3 separate regions of the Mus musculus genome follow, and regions 1 and 3 are each linked to region 2. The links are chromatin contacts, called in public promoter capture Hi-C maps. All regions are on one chromosome and are shown on one strand. Each heading gives the region's core, a stretch centred on a gene start, on an enhancer-like site or on the middle of the called end of the contact. The rest is flanking DNA. Distances are from core to core; before and after follow the strand shown.

The links. Promoter capture Hi-C pulls out the DNA fragments that hold promoters and counts their contacts.
Region 1: a promoter capture Hi-C map of liver shows a contact between it and region 2, with 3 times the contacts expected there. The contact joins the promoter of Abcb6 here to the enhancer-like site in region 2. A contact is called at or near these places in 2 of 39 promoter capture datasets (hippocampal neurons and liver).
Region 3: a contact with region 2 is called in a promoter capture Hi-C map of liver, with 2.3 times the contacts expected there. The contact joins two enhancer-like sites. A contact is called at or near these places in 6 of 39 promoter capture datasets (the 3T3-L1 cell line, 3T3-L1-derived adipocytes, embryonic stem cells and 3 more).

Annotation. Positions count from the first base shown.
Region 1 is chr1:75,178,130-75,182,546 of GRCm38.p6, forward strand. It overlaps Abcb6 (ATP-binding cassette, sub-family B (MDR/TAP), member 6), which reads right to left and starts at 2,263. Exons shown (of 19, transcript NM_023732.3): 1 at 1,441-2,263; 2 at 802-939. The coding sequence starts at 1,989. Atg9a (autophagy related 9A) reads right to left here. Exons shown (of 16, transcript NM_001288612.1): 16 at 2,732-3,802. The coding sequence ends at 3,797.
Region 2 is chr1:74,695,914-74,700,234 of GRCm38.p6, forward strand. It overlaps Ttll4 (tubulin tyrosine ligase-like family, member 4), which reads left to right. Exons shown (of 20, transcript NM_001014974.2): 17 at 492-702; 18 at 829-899; 19 at 1,266-1,336; 20 at 1,528-4,321. The coding sequence ends at 1,786. Among named protein-coding and RNA genes, the nearest start is that of Cyp27a1, 15 kb to the right of the region's middle. Within about 2 kb of position 2,633, at least 25 of the 459 cell types and tissues checked have an H3K27ac peak or open chromatin away from gene starts, as enhancers often do. A contact at or near this core is called in liver, where this site is marked.
Region 3 is chr1:74,196,889-74,200,784 of GRCm38.p6, forward strand. No RefSeq gene overlaps it. Among named protein-coding and RNA genes, the nearest start is that of Cxcr1, 4.2 kb to the left of the region's middle. Within about 2 kb of position 2,218, at least 12 of the 459 cell types and tissues checked have an H3K27ac peak or open chromatin away from gene starts, as enhancers often do. A contact at or near this core is called in liver, where this site is marked.

The DNA.
Region 1 (4,417 bases), core at 1,013-3,512, 480 kb after region 2:
CTTATTTGCCCAGGTATCCGCACGGAATGATATACAGGACCACAGTTCACACGTGACCCCTAAGGCTCACACGTGACCCCTCTCAGAGTTAGGAAAGCCACTGGATCGCAAGCTGAACTTTGGGATGAGAACTGATTCACCTCGAGAGATGGGATTATCGGGTCCCCCAAGAAATTTCTTTCCCCAAAGTCTGGTATTGAGACAAAAGCCAGCATTCCTTCAAAAGCTTAAAGGGGTCAGTCTCTGGGAAAAAGGGACGCGTGGTTCTTCCATTACCACGACTATGATGCCTAATAGCCTTTCAAGTTCATTGTTCCCAGTCCCTACTCAAAAGCTCCCTTCCTCCCAGGTACCCAGTCACATATAACCAGGGACACCCTCTCCCCCATGCCTCTCTCTGCTTTCCCCGAGAGACTGCTTTAGTAGTTTGAAATAAATCTCCTTTTCACCTATGGAGTGGCTATTTCAGTTTCTTTGCTGCACCCATTTCATTCAGAGATGATGACACGGAACAAAATTATAATAAATCCCAGCATTCAGAGGGGCTTGGGAAGTAGCTCGGTGGTGGACACATGTTTAATGTTCACAAAGTACTGGGTTCTGCACAAAGCTACTGCACAAAAGATACTCTTGACTGAGAAAACTAGGGATACCTGGTTCTGTTGTTTTGTTTTTGAGAGAGGCTTTCTCTGTGTAACAGCCTCAGCTGTCCTGAAACTCACTTTGTATACCAGGCTGGCTTTGACCTCAACAGAGATCTGCCTGCCTCTGGGGTTAAAGGAGTGTATACACTTGGCATACCTGGTTCCCTCCTACATCTTGGTCTTCTTCATGAACGTGTAGAGTATAAGACTGGGGGCGAAGTCCTGGGGCCCAGAGCCCCAAGATAAATAGCCCTCCAGAGGTCACATAACGCAGGACCCACAGGCCAAATTGAACCTAGAATGAAAGAGAGAAGGGGCTGGAGAGATGGCTCAGCGGTCAAGAGCACTGACTGCTCTTCCAGAGGTCCTAAGTTCAATTCCCACAACCATTTGTAATGCCATCTGATGACCTCTTCTGTTGTGTCTGAAAACAGCTACTGTGTAGTCATATACATAAAATAAATAAACCTTGAAAAAAAGAAAGAAAAACCAGAAAAATAAAACAATGACAGAACAGGTGTGAACCACTACCCAAACCTATTGTATTACTTCTTACAACACTCAGATGCTTACCAGGAGCCTAGCAACAGGTTTTTTTTTTTTTAATTAAAAAAAAAAAACCCACAATGACTCAGCACAGACACACCCCATCCAATGCTGGGTAACCCCACCAGCTGGCTATCAGCTTCCAGCCACCGCCAGACACTCCATTCTTTTTTCTAAAGCATGGAGCCAGTTGGTCCTGACACAGTACTTGTCAAATATCAGTGTATCTCCTTCCCATAAGGCTCCTTACCTGCTGGCCCAGATCTGCTCTGGCCCACCACCACTGCGGGCTGTTCCAAGATACTAGGGCCAAGTTCTCGGCTGCAAATGTCACAGTCCAGAGGAGCAGGAGACCCAAGCTATGCCTGAACTTCATCCAGACGCCCATTGCCAGACTCTGCCGTGCCTGGCTCCGTTCCACCACGAGCAGCCACAAGCCACAGACGCTGGCCAGACTCTCCAGCACAGAAGCCAGCAGTAGGTAGCCTGGCAGACGGACCCCCCGAGCAGTGCCCACTCGGCCAGCCAGACCAGCCAGGGGCAGTGCCATCTGAAGTGTGGCCAGAAACAGCTGCAGCACATATGGGGCCACCCGAGGGCCAGCCGCCCAAGACAGCTCTTCTGGGCCAGCAGGCACCTCCCGACGCCTGCGGGGAAGAACCAGCACCAAGGCCAGTACCCCCAGAGTCAGGAGTGTCGAGGGCACTAGCGTGAAGAAGAAGCAGGGACTCAAGCCATTCTGAGTCCAAGCGGGCCCCGCCGGCCCTTCGGTCTCGCAGTAGTTGCCCACAGTCACCATGGCGATGTGTGGCTGCTGGCTGAACTTGAGGTCACTGCACAAAGAGTCGGGCTGACCCTTCAGAGAGGGCCGCAGATGCCAGGGTGTCCTGGGACATGGAGCTACGCCGCTTGGGTCGCGGGAAGGGACGCACGTGGACCTGCTACACTGCCCACTCTCTTCACGCACGCGCCGCTACCACGCATACTCACGCAAGCCACGTACGCCGTGCTTGCCGGTTCCCACTCGCTAGCAGCTGGGACCCTAAGGCTCGGAGCCGCCGCACAAAAATGTTGGGTCCTTTACGGCAGCGGCCCCGCCCACCAGATCTATCCAGGGTTCCCATTGGCCAAGGGTAAGGAACACAAATAGGGCTGAGAACCGACTGGGTCACATGTCCAAGGCGGGAACTCTAACCTGAATCTGACTGGAGACTTTGACCTCCACAGAGTAGTGCGTCCGAATTTGCACTCCCCACCCTCCACCCCCGCCCTTTATAAAGGCATTACACCGAGGCCTCCCTGGTCTCTAACCTGCTTCAGTTCCCTCTATTATAGTGCTAAAGAACGAACTCAGGGCTTCACACATTATCAAGCTACTGAAGCACACTAGAAACAGCTCTTCTCTGAGTCCTAGTTCTGTTCCCGTGGTCCTGCAGGCGTACTTGTTTCCCAAGCCTCCCGGCCAGGACTCTTTTACAGTCCTAAGACCCCCCCCCCCCCCCCCAAACTGCTGCGTGGGGGAAAAAAAAAGATGCCACAACCAGATCAAAGTCCCTTCTTTATTAAGGGTTATCAAGCTGTACAGGGCTCCCACCCTGTCTGCTGTGGCCTGCGACAGTAGAGTCCGCCACCTTCAGCTTAAGTTTACCTCCCACAGCTGAGCTGAGCAGAACTGGGGAAGGGAGTGCAGGAAGGGTAGGAGCTGGATCCCAGCATGCAATGTCGAAGCCCTAGGCTAGGGTGAGTCCATTATCCCTCCATTCTCCTCTTGGTAAGTGAGGGATACTGGGCAGAGCTGGGATGTATATATAACTGAGGTCACACTTCTGCCCTGCCAGCCCCTCTGTGCAGGTGGTAGGACTACATAGAAGCAGCCAGGAAGGCCTCACACTCCCAAGTGCTCGTCCTAAAAGTTGAAGAGGGTAATAAAGAATTTTCATCCTGTTCCTGCAACTTAGTAACCTTCCATCTTAGTGTCAAAAGATAGTGAGGGGAGCTGGGAGCTAGGGCTCTCACCCCAACAAAAAGCCAAAGCCAAACAGAAGGGGGGCAGGTGAACAGAAGGGGGGGTGGTCAAGCAGCACACATGCCAGTGATGTGCAGGGGGGAGGGAGGCTGCAGCGCAGGTTGAGGTGAGGACTGGAGGTAAGGGCCACAGCCTGAGCTGCTCAGCTATTCCAGGTTCTGGAGGGTGGGGAGGCTAGGCTGCAGGGATTGAGGGTTCAGGCCCTGCCTCCCCACTCCACAGTTGGCACAGGTTCTTCTGCTTGGCAGCACTTCTGTGGCAGGAAGCCCTCTGGAGACTTGCAGGGGTGGATGCAAAGATGGCAGTACTGGGACTGGGCTGGGGACCAGTTTCTAGCACCACACTCTGAGCCAAGGGAGTCCTGGAGACGAAGCTAGACTCTTGTGTGCCCCTAGTCCTCATATTCTTCCTGGACTATGGTAAGCCCAGCATTGGCACCTCCCTTGGCCAGGCAGGAACACACAAAACACCACACGTGGGGCCAGGCGACACTCAGAGAGTCCCTCTCATGGCAGACAGAAGGGATGGCAGGGCAGCTGCCACCTCCATCCTGGAGCATGGGAACCAGCTACCGCCTTGCCTATACCTGTGGAGGAAAGGAAAGACCGGTAGTACAGATAGTCTTCAGCTATCGTCTTGCCCCAGAGGAATCTAGAAATAAAGGAAAGAAAACGCTGGAAGCTAGGGAAGTTAAGTCTTGAACTTCAGAGCAGTAAAAAGAAGAAAGTGGGTTTTTTGCTTTTCAAAAATGTATTTGTGCATGAGTGTTTTGTCTGCATCGAAGTCTGAATCAGCCGGCTGTGGTGGCTCACGCCTTTAATCCCAGCCCTCAGTAGGCAGAAGCAGGTGGATTTCTGAGTTCAAGGCCAGCCTGGTCTACAAAGTGAGTTCCAGGACAGCCAGGGCTACACAGAGAAACACTGTCTAGATAAACCAAAAAAAAAAAAAAAAAAAAAAAAAAGTCTGAATCATGTGTGTGTGCAGTACTTTTGAAGACCAGAAGATGGCATCTGACCCCCTGGGGCTGGGGTTACAGACGGTGGTGAGCCACTGTGTGGGTGCTGGAAAACGAACCTGGGTCCTCTGGAAGAGCCCCCAGTGTTCTTAGGCACTGAGCCATCCCTCCAGCCGTCTGGAGAGTAGACAAGAGCATGGAGGAGTGGGAGACACGCTCCTTCACAGGAGGAGCTGGTCTTCACTG
Region 2 (4,321 bases), core at 1,383-3,882:
GGGATGATGGGATGCAGATTTGTTGACATGTGTATCTTTATGGCAAATGGATGGTTGTCAGCGTGCTCGTAGTGCTCTGCTTAACTGGCTCGCTCTTGTGAAAACCATCAACCTTTAACCCTTTGGACTTCTTCCCAAGAGCCATTGCAGAGCTAGGAGCTTGAGCTTCTCAAAGGAGGTATGGGATCTGGGTATGAGAAAGGTGGGCATGGGCTGCCAAATCGGAGCTGCTGGGTGCTAGCCTTGACCCAACAACATACTTTTTCACTCAGCCCAAGTGGTTCCTTGGCTCTATCCAAGAGTGTCTTCCTCCAGGAGCTCAGCTCATTGGATTTAGAAGCCTGTATACATCATCAGGTGTCGTTTGTAGTCCCACGGGAGTCCTGGAGACGTAGAGCGCCAGAGCTTCCTTGCCTGCCCCAGCTGCTTGCTTCAGTGCCAGTGTCTCACTGTCCGTCACATTGCCCTTCTCCCTATTCCCTGGGGCACAGGACTTCTATGCGTCCGTGCTGGACGTCTTGACACCAGATGATGTTCGGGTTTTGGTGGAGATGGAAGATGAGTTTTCTCGTCGTGGTCAATTTGAAAGAATTTTTCCTTCCCGAATCTCTTCTCGATATCTTCGGTTTTTTGAGCAGCCACGATATTTCAACATTCTCACCACCCAGTGGGAACAGAAGTACCATGGAAACAAGCTCAAAGGTGATATGCCTGTCTTGCCCACAGGAGGCCATAGTTAGTAGATTAAATCCCAATCGGTTTCTCTGGACAGGAGGTAGGGAATTGATTGTTCCCCATTAAGTCCCGGCCTCTGCTCATCTCGTCCAGGAGTAGATCTGCTTCGGAATTGGTGCTACAAAGGCTTCCACACGGGGATTGTCTCTGACTCAGCCCCACTGGTAAGTGATGCCACGCAGGAACACAGCTTTTTCTCAGCTCCTGAGTGTGTTATGGTTGGCCTATGGGTTACCCTCCTTTCCTCTCTCCCAGTCCCACCTCTTTGGCTCGCTTTCAAGGATACAGTTACTCACAGAATGTCCTAGGTGCCTATCTTTGAAGGATCAAAAAGTGATGAGTAGCCTTAACTTTCTGGTTCTTTGGGAATGAGCCAAGAGTTGCTCATGACTCCATGATGTGGTGTAGGGCAGGTGAGAACCCTGTGTGTAAAGGTGAGAGCGGCAGAGCTGAGCACGAGTCCCAAGACCCTGAGTGTTCCTTCCTGAACTCAGCCTGCTCCCTTAAACTTACTGCTTCCTTTGTTATAGTGGTCTCTGCCAACATCGCTCATGACTACCTCAAAGGGTGATGGGACACCAAATTCCGCCAGCAAGTCACGGTGAGTACTAGTTCAGCAAGAGAAGGTTTATGGAGTTGGGGAGTCTCTTTCCTCTTTCCCCAGATCATGACAGTAAGAGGAACTCTCCACCTGGAGGTTGGTAGGAGTGTCAGAATCTGCAGCCACATCAACAGCCACAGTATCCTCCCGTGCTGTGCTAGTCTTAGCCTCAGCTCTGTTTTCCCCTTCAGAAAGAAGAGCGCCTCTGAGGGAACCACACTGTCCTCTGAAGACAGGTCAACACCCAAGTCTAAGAAGAGTCAAGCTGGCCTGTCTCCCATATCCAGGAAGACTTTGTCCTCAAGGAGCAATGAGAACACCAGCAAACAGTCCAAGCGCTCTACCCCGGGGTTACCTGTCCTCAAGTACTCTGGGCAGAGTTCCAGACTTTCTGCTGCTTCTGCTTCCCAGTCAGTCACTGACTCCCGCTTGACTGCTGTGAGCTCGTGACTGGTCCTGCACAGGAGCACTCAGCTACCTCAAGGGAACCAGCCTGCTGACCAGCCTGAGCCTCTACCCCGCCTCCACTTTGCCCCTCATCAGAGTATTTTTGAAGTGGTTCTATTGTAGATATGGGCATCTGGAGGGCTGGAAGGGCGATGGTGATGGGGAGAAGGTGAGGAAGGTTCGCCCTCTGTCACCTTACTGTCTGGCTAGCACCTCATTTCTCAGTAGAGAAGACAGTGACAGTCAAGCAGCTTTATAAAGCAGGGTTTGGTTTCTACACTGAGAGCCATGTGTGATTTATTTGAGGCCCTGGTACAGGGCTGGATTGTAGTTTAAGAGGAGAAAACATGCTAAACATTGAAGTCTCTTGTTCTGTAAATGAGAGGAATTCTTTGAAGGTCCTGATTTCCTTAGGACCTCTGTCCTCTACTTATCCTTGTCTTGAAGAGACAGTTTTAGAAACCTTCAGACTTCTTCAAAGACAAGCAAGAAGAAACCATGACAGGCTACACCCATTTCCTGGCCTCCTGGCCTTGGGTGACCTCCACACCATATCCATTTAAGCTTCCACCCCATCAGTAGCTCTCCATCTTCTGGGAGTCTCTAGGGCTCCAGTGAAGGATCCTGATCATTTTAGTTGCTGCTGTGTAGAGGAGGGTGGAATGCGCTGTGCTTTCCTCAGTGTGGGCAAATCTTGTAGTCTCTTTTACTTTTAGCAGGGTTTGTGCCTTGGTGGGTCACTCTTATAGAATAGGCTTCTCATCTCTGACAGCTAATACTCAGTGGCATCTACCTCCCCCAGGACTCAGTCCACACTGAGCACTGAGTAAACACTGACTGAGTGAACTGTGCATTCAGATCTCCAAGGACACTGGCCCCTGAAGCACTACTGTTCTCCCCAGTGTGAGGAAGTAGAGCCAAGGAAGGAGGCCAAGATGAGACAGTTTGGATTGGAAGAGGTTTCACTAGAACCATGGTCCTCCTTAGCCTAGTGTTCCCCAGCACTCACCTCCTGGGACCTGTGGTCTCTAATTTTCACAGCAGAGGGGCCTTGTATCTGATAAGCAAGATTTGTCCTTTGTGACCATCTCTGCTAGCATTTTCCTCATTCTTCTGAGTTTTGGAAAGAGGAAGACTTCTTTCTTTCCACATGACTCCTAGAGCCCTTGACCAGTTGGCATGGAGCCCTGGAAAGATGACCTAACTGGGTTCAAGGTCACAGAATGGGTGAACATGACAGTCAGTCCTAATGCTGTGTTGACAGTTGTGAAGAAAGCTGGATAGCAAAGTCCTAAGCCGTGCTTCCTGCTTAATGATAAAGGCTTCAAAGTCAGACAGTGGAGAGTCCAAGCTGTACTGGAAAATCTGTTCTGATATCAACAGCCAACACCCTCTTGTCCTGGTTACAGTATCCTAGTGCACATGTGACAAAGAGGCCTGTTTTAGCTGATTCACTCCTTCAAAGTAGACTCTTAATTCCTCAGCCTGCCTCTGAGAGTCTCCCATCATAGTTTCCAACTCTGTAGCTGCAGAAACAGGCCAACACTGACCAGCCCACTAGTTGCCTGGAGTCCACCAGACTTGGGGACCCCTTGATGAGACACAGCAGTATACTGGCAGTTCTGTTTTGTGTTCTGGGGTGATCCAGCCTTGCCTGGGACTTGTAATCTTTGCCTCAAAAATGCCAGATTGTCTGGGTGTGTTGCGCCCAGCTAAATACACAGTATTCAGTCTTCGTTACATTTGAAGGCTGGTGAATCTGTTTGCTAGTTGGAGAAAAAGATAGGGCTTGTATATCACATTTCATTTTCAAGAGTGTAATCTTAAGTTATTTCACATGCATGTTTTAGCACTGGCTAGTCAACAATAGATAGCATTCGGCTGAATGAGGACTTTTAAAGTAAAAGCTTTTGAAAGTTTTAAATTTGTAAGTGTACTTGAATACAATTTATCAGTACATCAGATGTTTTTCCAAGTTGGTAAGTTACCCAGCCTCTGGAGGAAGGCTCCTGAGACAAGGAATAAAGTCGTCTTTTCCTTTATAATGGAACGTGAGACCTACCCTGCAGGGTTGTTTAGTAAGCTAAGCCAAAGTATTGGGGATTGCAGTTTCCGTTTGTTGGTTTATTGTCCAAACATTGTTCTGTGAAAGAAATGTAAAAAAATCTTTCCTTGAAACTGAGTATGATAGCTCATACCCTTAATCCTAGCACTCTGGGAAGGCAGGAGTGGGTTGATAAAACCTCTCCTTTAAAGAAAAGAACAGCTACAGAAGTCTCAGAAGAGGCCAGAGCAGTGTCTATACCTATCACCCTTCACTCAGAGCTTGCCGAAGCACAATTTTCATAATTCCCTCTAATCTTTATCGTTCCAGCGGGAGTCTCTTGTCTGGCTTCATCTTTATAGCATCCCAGGAAAGGGAACATTAAACATAAATGTGTGTGAAGTGATAGTTTGGTTCTCCCAAGAGCCTTGATTGGCAAAGAATAACAAGAGTGTCTAGGACAGAAACTCACAGAATACAGACCATGAGGACTG
Region 3 (3,896 bases), core at 968-3,467, 500 kb before region 2:
ACTCTAAAAGGGTCCTAACTAAGACAGGGGTCAAGGTCTGTCTAAGACTCAGATTTTAAACCACATATAGTAGTGCACACCTATAATCCCAGAACTCAGGAGCGAAGGCGGGACGTTATCATAAATTTGAGGCCACCCTGAGCTACATAGTAAATTCCAGGTCAGCCAGGGCTACCTAGAAAGACTCTGTCTCAAAAGACCAAACAGTAGATAAATAAACAAACAAATAGGGGTTGGAGAGATGGCTCAGCAGATGCTCACTAGATGCTCTTGCCGAAGACCCGGGCTCGGTACCAAGCACCCACACTGAGCAGATCACAACAGCTTGTAAATCCAACGTCAGGAAATCCGGCCCCTAAGTGCTACTCGTGCATAGGGCACACATACAGGTAAAATACACACAGCAAAATACCTACACACGTGACATCATAAAATTTAAAATTTAACCCAGTGGTGGCACATGCCTTTAATCCCAGCCCTTGGGAGGCAGAGGCAGATGGATCTCTGAGTTCAACACCAGCTTAGACTACAAAGTGAGTTCCAGGACAGCCAGGACTACACAGAAAAACCCTGACTTGAAAAATAAAAATAAAAGATTTTCTTTTCAAAACATTTTTTAAAAATTAAAATTTAAACTAGACAAAGATCTACTAGCTCAAGTTCTTTGAATATAGTTATCACTTGCTTTTCCTAAGTCCCCTGTTGAGGCAGTTCACAACTTTTGTGAATTTTTATGAATCTTGGAGCAATTGGGAAGGGCTGGATCAGCCCTGCAGCCCAGGAGCAAAGGGGAAACAGCCCCTCGGGATGAGCGTGGTAGAGACAGCAGCCTTTTCAGAAAGATAGAGCTGGAGAATGAAGGTTAGAAGCATCTCTCAGCTCAAGGTCAGGTAAAGCATTTTGCTGGAGGAAGGGAAAGGCACAAAGATATAGAGAGAAACAAAGCATTCCCGGTTGAAAGGGCAAGCCAGCCTCCCAATGCATCTTCTGCTCTCCATTTCCCACCCACAACCGCTCCCAAGCATACCAGGCACAGTGTTCCCAACAGGGATGAACACTCAGTGCCACAAAGATGACTGTGACAGACGCAGCCTGGATGCCAGGCAACCAGCGATGTGTGGGAGTCTTCGTGATATCATCCTTAACACTGTCTCAAACTCAATGATTTGCCATTGAGGTGGACAGCCACACAGTAGGGCTCTGTGTGGTCTTTCATGCATGCGTACACACTTTTAACACATAAACATCTGTTTACATCCTTCCAGAAGAATCCACTTCGATCTGAAGGTCAAAGGGGAAGCGGGTTTTCCCCCCTCTCCCTGTGACATCCCCGTGGTCACAGCAACAAGGTTAGAGGACAAGTCTGTGACTTGTGATGAGCCAATCAAAGCCAAAGTCAGGTGTTTGCTCAGTGTGAAGCATGTTACGTCATCTTGAGGTAACTGATGGACATTTCTGTTACCACAAATGACAATGTTGTCTGAGAACCCAAACAAACATATCCAGAAGGAAGAAGATCTAAGAAAATAATCAGAAATCGGAGCCAGGGTTCTGTGCGAACCTTGCCCAGGGCCTTCTTCTCTCTGTACTTTCCTGTCACAGGAGCCTGTAAATTTCTTATGCAGTTCAAGCCAGTTCAGGAGCTAGAGAGGACTCAGCTGGTAAAAAACTTCCCTACAAGTGCAATGATCTGAATTCAACACCCAGAACCCAACACACACACACACACATACACACACACACACACACACACACACACACACACACACATGCATACACACACTCACATACATGCGTACATACACAGTCACACACACATAGTCAAAAACATATACACACATATGCATACACACACACACACACACACACACACACACACACACACACCCTGGGCATGATGATTTACACTTCCATTTGTAATCCAGCACCTAGGAAGGCAAAGACAGGCAGGTCCCTGGGGCTCAACAGCCAGCACAGGCCAGTGTGAGACTCTGTGCCAAGAAAGATGGGCAGCCCCTGAGGTTGTATGGGGGGCGGGGGGAGGGATAGGGGGAGGGGGAGGGAGAGAGGGAGAGAGGGAGAGACATAGAGACAGAAAGACAGAGAACCAGTTCAAGTTGAATTTTCTGTTATGTGCAGCTAAAATCATGCCCCAATAGAATGGATGTTCGGAAAAGCAAAAGCTTATCTAAGTAAAGGGTCAGAGTCTAGACTGCGATGAGAGGCAGGGCAGAATCCTAAAGAGGCACAGCCTGGCCACCGGCAGACTCTGGTAAAATCAGAGAAGTACATCAGAAAATGGCACACCGCACCAATGTGGAAGATGAGCCCAGAAATCCGTGCTCTGGAGCGGGGTGAACCAGTGCTCACACGCTGGCTCTATGTGTATCAGTGTCTGAGCTTTGAAAGTCTGCCAAGATTTATCTGATGACGTGCAGATGAGATACTTGTCTCCTGGGGTGGTTTGAATGGCAGTGCTGGGCCCCAGGGGCTTAATCTACAGTTGGTAGAACTGTGTGGGAATATGTGGCTGGATCCATCAGTGTAAGCCCCACTTCTCTGCCACCACCCTTCCCAATCCTTCCCATCTCTATCATCAAAAGGTCCTGTCTCCCCTGGCTGGGCCTTTTCATTTCTGCCTTCTGCCCCCACGGTGCAGTGAGAGCTACCCACTTCCCACTGTCCCTTTTCATTTCTGCCTTCTGCCCCCACGGTGCAGTGAGAGCTACCCACTTCCCACTGTCACCCATCCAGTGCCTTTAAAGCATGAATTTTACCACTTTAAATGTATTTACTTGGGCTGAGGAGATAGAGTTTAATCCCCAGGACCCATATTTTAAAAGCTAGTCAGGAGACTGGAGCCATGGCTCAGTGGTAAAGAGCACTGGCTGCTACTCTGGAGGACCTGAGCTCAATTCCCAGCACCCATACGATGGCTCACGCCTTCTGTACGTCCAGTTCCAGGGAATATGACACCCTATTCTGGACTCCTCAGGCACCAAGCATGTATATACTTCACAGGCATGCATGCAGGCGGAACACCCATATGCATAAAATTTAAAAATAAAAAGTATATAGAAAATATAATTTTAAAAAAAGCCAGATGTGAGCTGGGCATGGCGGCGCAGCCTTTAATCCCAGCACTTGGGAGGCAGAGGCAGGCAGATTTCTGAGTTCGAGGCCAGCCTGGTCTACAAAGTGAGTTCCAGGACAGCCAGGACTACACAGAGAAACCCTGTCTCCAAAAAACAAAAAACAAAAAACAAACAAACAAACAAAACCAACCAAAAAAAAAAAAAAAAGCCAGATGTAGTAGCACACACTTTTAATCCCAGCCATTGGAAGGCATAGGCAGGTGTAAGATTTGTGGCAGCTCAAAATGACCACTGTTGTAAAAAGTTAAGTAAATGTCAAGATGTTCTTTTCCCAGAACTTGCCTCCAGTCCTTAAGTTTACCTGCTAAGACATAGTCCTCTGATTGTTTAGAAAGGTCCACACAACGTCTCCGGCCCCTAAGTCTGCCCCCTTATGCAGTTAATGGTTAACCAATGATAAACTGCCAGCCCTAAACTGTGACTGAGAACTGCTCTAAAAATTGTATAAAAGGTGTGTGCCTTAGCTCCTCGGGGTCACTTCCATCCAGAGTTTAGGACGACCCAGCATGCTCTTGCATTTTGCATCAATCTCTGTCTCCGCATCTCTGTGAGTGGGACATCCAGGATGTAAGGCTTTTCGGGTGTTACACAGGCAGAGTTCAAGGCCACCCTGGTCTGCAGAGATATATGGTCTACATAAACAAAGCTATGTAGTGAGATCCTGTCTTGAAAAAAAATTAAACTAAAGTAAAATAAAAAACAAACAAAAAGGCATTCCTCACTTGGAGCTCTTCCTGCCCT